Linked DNA regions of Mus musculus: region 1 is linked to region 2. Evidence: chromatin contacts called from public promoter capture Hi-C data. All regions are on one chromosome and are shown on one strand. The core of a region is the stretch at or near the end of the contact, and the rest is flanking DNA. Distances in the headings are between cores, read along the strand shown. Region 1 holds the start of Psmb11 (proteasome (prosome, macropain) subunit, beta type, 11). Region 2 holds the start of Mmp14 (matrix metallopeptidase 14 (membrane-inserted)).

Region 1 (3,246 bases), core at 193-2,692, 190 kb after region 2:
CCTGGTCTACATAGTGAGACACTGTCTCAAAAACAAAGGAACAGGGCTGGAGAGATGGCTCAGTGGATAAAAGCACTGACTGCTCTTCCAAAGGTCCTGAGTTCAAATCCCAGCAACCACATGGTGGCTCACAACCACCCGTAATGAGATCTGACACCTTCTTCTGGTATCTGAAGACAGCTACAGTGTACTTATGTATAACAATAAATAAACATCTAAAAAACCCAAAGAAACAAAATGCCCCCCCCCAAAACCAAACAACAATAACAACAAAAAGCACTGGGTGTGATGGCACACACCTGTAGTCTCAGGACTTGGAAGGAGAGTTCAAGGTCAACCTGAACTAACTATATGTGGTATTTCATGCTAGCCTGGGCTACACAGAATTACCTTGTCTCAAAAATAAAAACCAACCAAATAAACAAAACACGGAAATAATAATGATGATGAGGAGGACGGTGAGGAGGATGGTGAGGAGGAGAAGGAGGGAGATAATGGTCCCAAGCCACAACCTTACCTTTTAAGCCCATACTGGGGAAGGATTTCAGAATATGTGGTATTCTTAAGCCAGACATTGAGGGATAGGATTTAAATGCTGAGGATAGGAGGCATAGAAGTGGAAACCATGCTAGGGACAGAGAAAGAGAAGAGGCCGTGGTGAGTGGATTTGGACCTGACTCTCCTGGGCTCCCACTGGAATGCTGCTTACAGATGTGTGTCACTGTCTCTGCCTTTCAATGTGGGTTCTGAGATCAAGCTCTGGTTGCCAGGCATGTGGAGCAAGTGCTCTGACCCACTGAGTGACCTTCCCAGCCTAGGGTTACCATCTGTGTACAGATAGAAAGACCTCTTTGTCCTCAAAGCAGAAGAGGGACTCTGCGTTCTGGCGCTCTTTCCCCTAAGTAACCTGCTTTTCTGGAAGGAGTTTGAGTGTCTTTCTCCTTCTCCCTCTTACAGAAACTCGCTTGTCCTTTTCTGTGTTCCAACACAGTCCATGTTATGTTGGAAATCTTTGCCTGCCTAACGTCCCACACAGCCAAACTACGGAGGGCCCAGATCTCCTCTGCTTGCAATCATTCTTCTATGGGATCGCCTCGATCCCCTGCCTCTACCCCCCTTTGGGTAGATGCCGGATGACAGACAGGAGACTCCATCGGTGACTCTTGCGCGCATCACAACAGTGGAAGGTCACGCTGACAGGTGGCGTCTTCAGAGTGTAGGAACCGCAGCAGGCTTGCTCTGTCTCCCCTTGGCAGTTCTCTGAGGTGGGTGGAGATCCCTCACCAGCCAATTCCAAAGCCTGATCTGAGACCAAGGAGAAATGAAGCTTAGCTCACATGTCTCACTCCCTGGTTCTGGCTGCAGCCCAGCTTCTCCACAGCGTCCTCCTCCTCCTCCCCATGCTGACCCAGGCCTCAAATGCAGCCCTGCTCCTTCCGATTCTCACTCAGCCTCAGGGATGGCTCTTCAGGATGTGTGCAAGTGGCAGACTCCCGACACTCCCAGACCATCCATTCACTTGCCTCAGGCCGGTGGCTGGGCTGTACCCCGGGGCTGTGACCCTCAAACCTTCCTGCAGATCCATGGCCCCAGGCTGGCTCATGGCACCACTACCCTGGCTTTTCGCTTTCGTCACGGTGTCATCGCTGCGGCTGATACTCGGTCCTCCTGTGGCAGCTATGTGGCATGTCCAGCCTCACGGAAGGTCATTCCTGTGCACCAGCGTCTCCTGGGTACCACCTCTGGGACCTCTGCTGACTGTGCCACATGGTACCGGGTGCTACGGCGGGAGCTGCGGCTTCGGGAACTGAGGGAAGGCCAGCTGCCCAGTGTGGCAGGCACGGCCAAACTCTTGGCAGCTATGATGTCCTGCTACCGCGGTCTGGATCTGTGTGTGGCCACTGCCCTCTGTGGCTGGGACCACTCTGGCCCTGCTCTCTTCTATGTCTACAGCGATGGCACTTGTCTGCAGGGAGATATCTTCTCAGTAGGCTCTGGGTCTCCCTACGCCTATGGTGTGCTTGATCGTGGCTACCACTATGACATGACCATCCAGGAAGCCTACACCCTGGCCCGCTGTGCTGTGGCCCATGCCACCCACCGTGATGCTTATTCAGGGGGCTCAGTGGACCTCTTCCACGTTCGGGAGAGCGGATGGGAGTATGTATCCCGCAGTGATGCTTGCGTGCTGTATAGGGAGCTGCAGAAAGCCCGGAGCTTGGAGCAGGAGCTGGAGGCAAAAGCTTGTGGAATCTATCCTGAGCCTGCCACGCCGCAAGGTGCTCGAGAATGTAAAGAACTCTTTGTGGAGCAAGAGGAGGTGACGCCAGAAGACTGCGCGATAATAATGAAGACTGAAACAATGTAAGAAAGGACAGAACTTGGGGACTGCCAGGACAAGGGACTAGGGGATGAAGCTGCCTTGGCAGGGTTAGTTCTGGGAGCAGCCCCGGGCATCTGGCTCTGGCCCTTTTGGGTTTCCTGCTTTGTTTAAGTTCCCATCCTCTCTGCTTCCCAGAGCTACTGATGTCTCTGTCCAACATGTTCTGATGATACCTGATGGATGGTATTGCCTCCTTCTGCCTCTAAAGTGACTAAACAAACACTCATTGCATGCCTACTTTGTGCCAACTGTCATGCTATGTGCTGGGCCCTCTTTTGTCATTCTACCCCAGTTGGTATTCTCATTTTGGTCCTTATCTGGTTTGTTTTCTCTTTCAGCTGGTCACCTTTTCAACTTGGTCAGGCTGAATGGCCAGGAGAGAGCCTAGTTTAGTGATGGGCTTGTCTCTGCTGGCCCTCCACACCCTGACCCCCACCATGACTGTAATGGCTATAATGATTCCACCTATACTGAGTGCAGTTCCCATGACAGCTTTTGCAAGCATGATTGTTTATTGAAGCTGGGTCAGGTTTAGAGAGTTACAGGACTTACGCAGGTTACAGTAGGTGACAATGTTGTGGGGCTTAAGACACTCTTAATCCTTCCCCAGCTCTCTGCATCTTTCCCTCCCAGCCTCCACTGTCTTGCCTTGTTTTTCTGCCTGCATTGCAGGCTTCTGGGGAATGGGCCAAACCCCTGCCTGTTGTCTGGAGATGAATGAACTCCAAGGAACTCATGGGCTTGGAGGGAAGAGCTCAGAGAAGCTGCCCATTCCCGGTCTCATCTTGCTGTGTTGGTCAGGGTTTGAGCCATGCCCTGTAGCACACACATCCCTGCTCTCTACCCTGCAGATCTCTCCCTGC
Region 2 (2,984 bases), core at 409-2,908:
CGTGCCCAGAGCCTTAACAAAAGCTAAGCACACCACCACCTATCACTTGGCCTGCTTGGGATTTTTAATCAACCACAAGCAACTGCTTTGTGAGAGAAGAAAGGGGCAGCAGCAGTTTCCCTGGTTCACCCTCATACTCTTGTCACTAAGAGACCATGCACAGCTCAGATGCATACAGTTGGCATTTAATGTTTTCTTGAAAAGGTCTTTCCACCTGAGGATCTTTTTCCTTTTTAAGACATGGTCTCACGGTAGCACTGGCTGTCCTGAAACTGGCCAGGTAGACCAAGTTGTCTGGCAATCACAAAGATCCTCCCACCTCTGTCTGGATTTAAAGCCATGTGCCACCATACCTGTTAGAAGTCCCTTTCTTAACAAGCAGCTAGTATCTGGGTACATGGTCCAGGAGACACTCACACTGTAAGGCAGATATAGGAAGGATTAAACTCGGGGTCTTCTGCTGAAGGAGTAATAATCAGACTTAAGTTCCAGAGGTTAAAGAGGGTCCTTGCTTCCCCACCCCCACACACAAGGTCGCTGCCCATGACCTAGCAACCATTCATTGTATTGATCGTGAGCCTCCCTTGGATTCTGGAGGCAAGGACCTTTGTTCCCGTTCCAGTGCTCCGTGTTTGGCTCCCATCATCCACCACAAAGCTGGCAGCTGTGGATCTCTGCAGCTTCCTACCTGGCTTTATTCCTGCCCCCTTCCCTTACCGCTTCCCTTGCTTGCTTTCCTTCCCTCTCCCCACTGCCTTCCTCTCGCTGACCAAATGCAATTCTTGGATCTTACATTTCGCTGATGGTCGAGTTTTCTGTCTCCCACACTTTTCCTGCCTCTGTCCCACTGCTGGTGTGTTTCCATATCTAGTTGTCAACCTCTTATCTGTCTCCCTCTCGGAGAGCCAGCGCAGCCTGGCCTCCCTCTCCCCTGTCTGCCTCTCCTTTTGTTCTCCCTGCCCAGCCATCACGGAAGCTGCGCGCTCGAAGGAACTGTCTCCACTGTAAAGACTAAAGGAAACTCCAAAACCCTACCTCCCATTCCTTCCTCTTCCAACAAATTTCACCACTTCTATCCATCGGGCTTCCCCCGATCCTGTGACCTTGAAGCCCTTTCCTACCCAGGCAGTTCACACTTAATAGAACAGCCAGATTGTAAAAGCCATTAATAAAGGGGTCGGTCCCCCAATTCAAAGTAATTGCGGTGGCTGTTGGGCATGTGGCTTTTGTTACAGTCTTAACTTTGGGGCAAGAGGAGGAGAAGGAGGCTGTCCACAGGTCTCAGCATACAACCCTCTTGTTAGTAAATGTCCCTTCTCCCAACCTTCCTCACTCGCAAGTTAGACTTCATGTCTCCACCATTCCTAGCCATCGGGCTTCCCAATACTTAAACACTCTCAAGTGAGACATGCTGAATACTACGGGAATCAGGCCACCCAAAAAATGCTTAGGAAGAGAAAGTCTTCCGCATCCCGTCCCCTGGGACACCCAGGCTCCTAGTTAGTTGCCGGCTGCGGCCTCAACCCCTGCAGATGGCAGCCTGCACCACAGAAAAGACAAACTTTTTTTTCCCCTTCTCTCCTGCTGTAATTGGATTCGAGCTGAAACACCACGTCCCCACCGAAAAAGGAGGGCATTGGGGCGGGGGCGGAGGAGAGGCTGTGGGAGAAGGGAGGGACCAAAGGAGAGCAGAGAGGGCTTCCAACTCAGTTCGCCGACTAAGCAGAAGAAAGATCAAAAAACGGAAAAGAGAAGAGCAAACAGACATTTCCAGGAGCAATTCCCTCACCTCCAAGCCGACCGCGCTCTAGGAATCCACATTCCGTTCCTTTAGAAGACAAAGGCGCCCCAAGAGAGGCGGCGCGACCCCAGGGCGTGGGCCCCGCCGCGGAGCCCGCACCGCCCGGCGCCCCGACGCCGGGGACCATGTCTCCCGCCCCTCGACCCTCCCGCAGCCTCCTGCTCCCCCTGCTCACGCTTGGCACGGCGCTCGCCTCCCTCGGCTGGGCCCAAGGCAGCAACTTCAGCCCCGAAGTAAGTGAGCTCCTCCGGCCCTTCCCGGAGTTTCGCCCGCCGGGTAGGCGAGCCCGGGGGTCTCCAAGGGGACAGCCCCCGCTGAGAGATGGGCTCTGGGGGGGCTCTGCTGCGCCAGCCTTTCTTTTTCTCCCCTCATCTGCAAACTTGCAAGTTGATCCAACTTTTGCCTGCCTCCAACAACCCCCCTTCCGCCGCCACCGACTCTTTCCCATTCCTCCCTTCCCTGGAAGAACTCTGCAGCGGGGCCCGGGCCTCGCTTTTCCAAGCTCTGCGCGCACTGTGGCACAAGGCGGGAGCCTCAGAGACACTGGACTCCGCGCCGTCCGGGCCGGTGTCACACGCGAGTTGTTCCTTCAGTTTGGCAGCGCTCAGGTGCCCGAGGCCCTGCACGGACGCATCCGTACCAAGTGGGGGCGTCGGGGGCGCCCAAGCTGTACCCGCCTCCCCTGGACCGCCCTCGGTGCGGGCCGCTGGCCCGGGCGTCGAGGATCGCGGCGGGCCGAACTTCCGCGCACACAAAGCTCTTCTTGTGAGCAGCGGGGCTCAGCCTGGCCACCTCCTCCCTCGTCCTCCACACCCCTACCGGCGCCTTGGGGGGCCTTTTTGTTGTTGATAATTATTTTTCTGCATTGATCGCGGGGAGACTAGGGGGAGTCGCTCGCTCGGTGAGTTAGTTGAGGGTTGGCCTGGGTCTCCCCTGAGTGTCCCAACTGACTCTGGCGCCCCCACCCCCATCCCTAACTCTTCCGTGACCATAGCCCACCCCGGTCCTGAAGGAAGCGGCATGGGAGTAGTCCGAGGAAGTTTTCCCTCCCTCTCTTATTTTGGGGTGAAGGTGGGAGACGGATTTAATCAGCTTCTTATTTTGGGCCATCCCAACCCACTCAGCCTGGTGAGGACCTGGGTGTGGTAGGGAAGGGCTGGGAAGGGCCCAAATGAAGGATACG

The links. Promoter capture Hi-C pulls out the DNA fragments that hold promoters and counts their contacts.
Region 1: a contact with region 2 is called in a promoter capture Hi-C map of neural stem cells. The contact joins the promoter of Psmb11 here to the promoter of Mmp14 in region 2. A contact is called at or near these places in 11 of 39 promoter capture datasets (the C10 cell line, the HPC-7 cell line, cranial neural crest and 8 more), 1 of 15 datasets of contacts at CTCF or cohesin (large pre-B cells), 8 of 484 Hi-C or Micro-C datasets (the G1E-ER4 cell line, cardiomyocytes, cerebral cortex and 4 more), 7 of 115 datasets of contacts at active chromatin or transcription factors (bone marrow-derived dendritic cells, embryonic forebrain, embryonic stem cells and 2 more) and 3 of 9 other capture datasets (adipose tissue, liver and pancreatic islet).

The regions. Positions count from the first base shown.
Region 1 is chr14:54,623,868-54,627,113 of GRCm38.p6, forward strand. Psmb11 (proteasome (prosome, macropain) subunit, beta type, 11) reads left to right here and starts at 1,443. Exons shown (of 1, transcript NM_175204.4): 1 at 1,443-3,246. The coding sequence starts at 1,460. The coding sequence ends at 2,368.
Region 2 is chr14:54,429,940-54,432,923 of GRCm38.p6, forward strand. Mmp14 (matrix metallopeptidase 14 (membrane-inserted)) reads left to right here and starts at 1,659. Exons shown (of 10, transcript NM_008608.4): 1 at 1,659-2,034. The coding sequence starts at 1,927.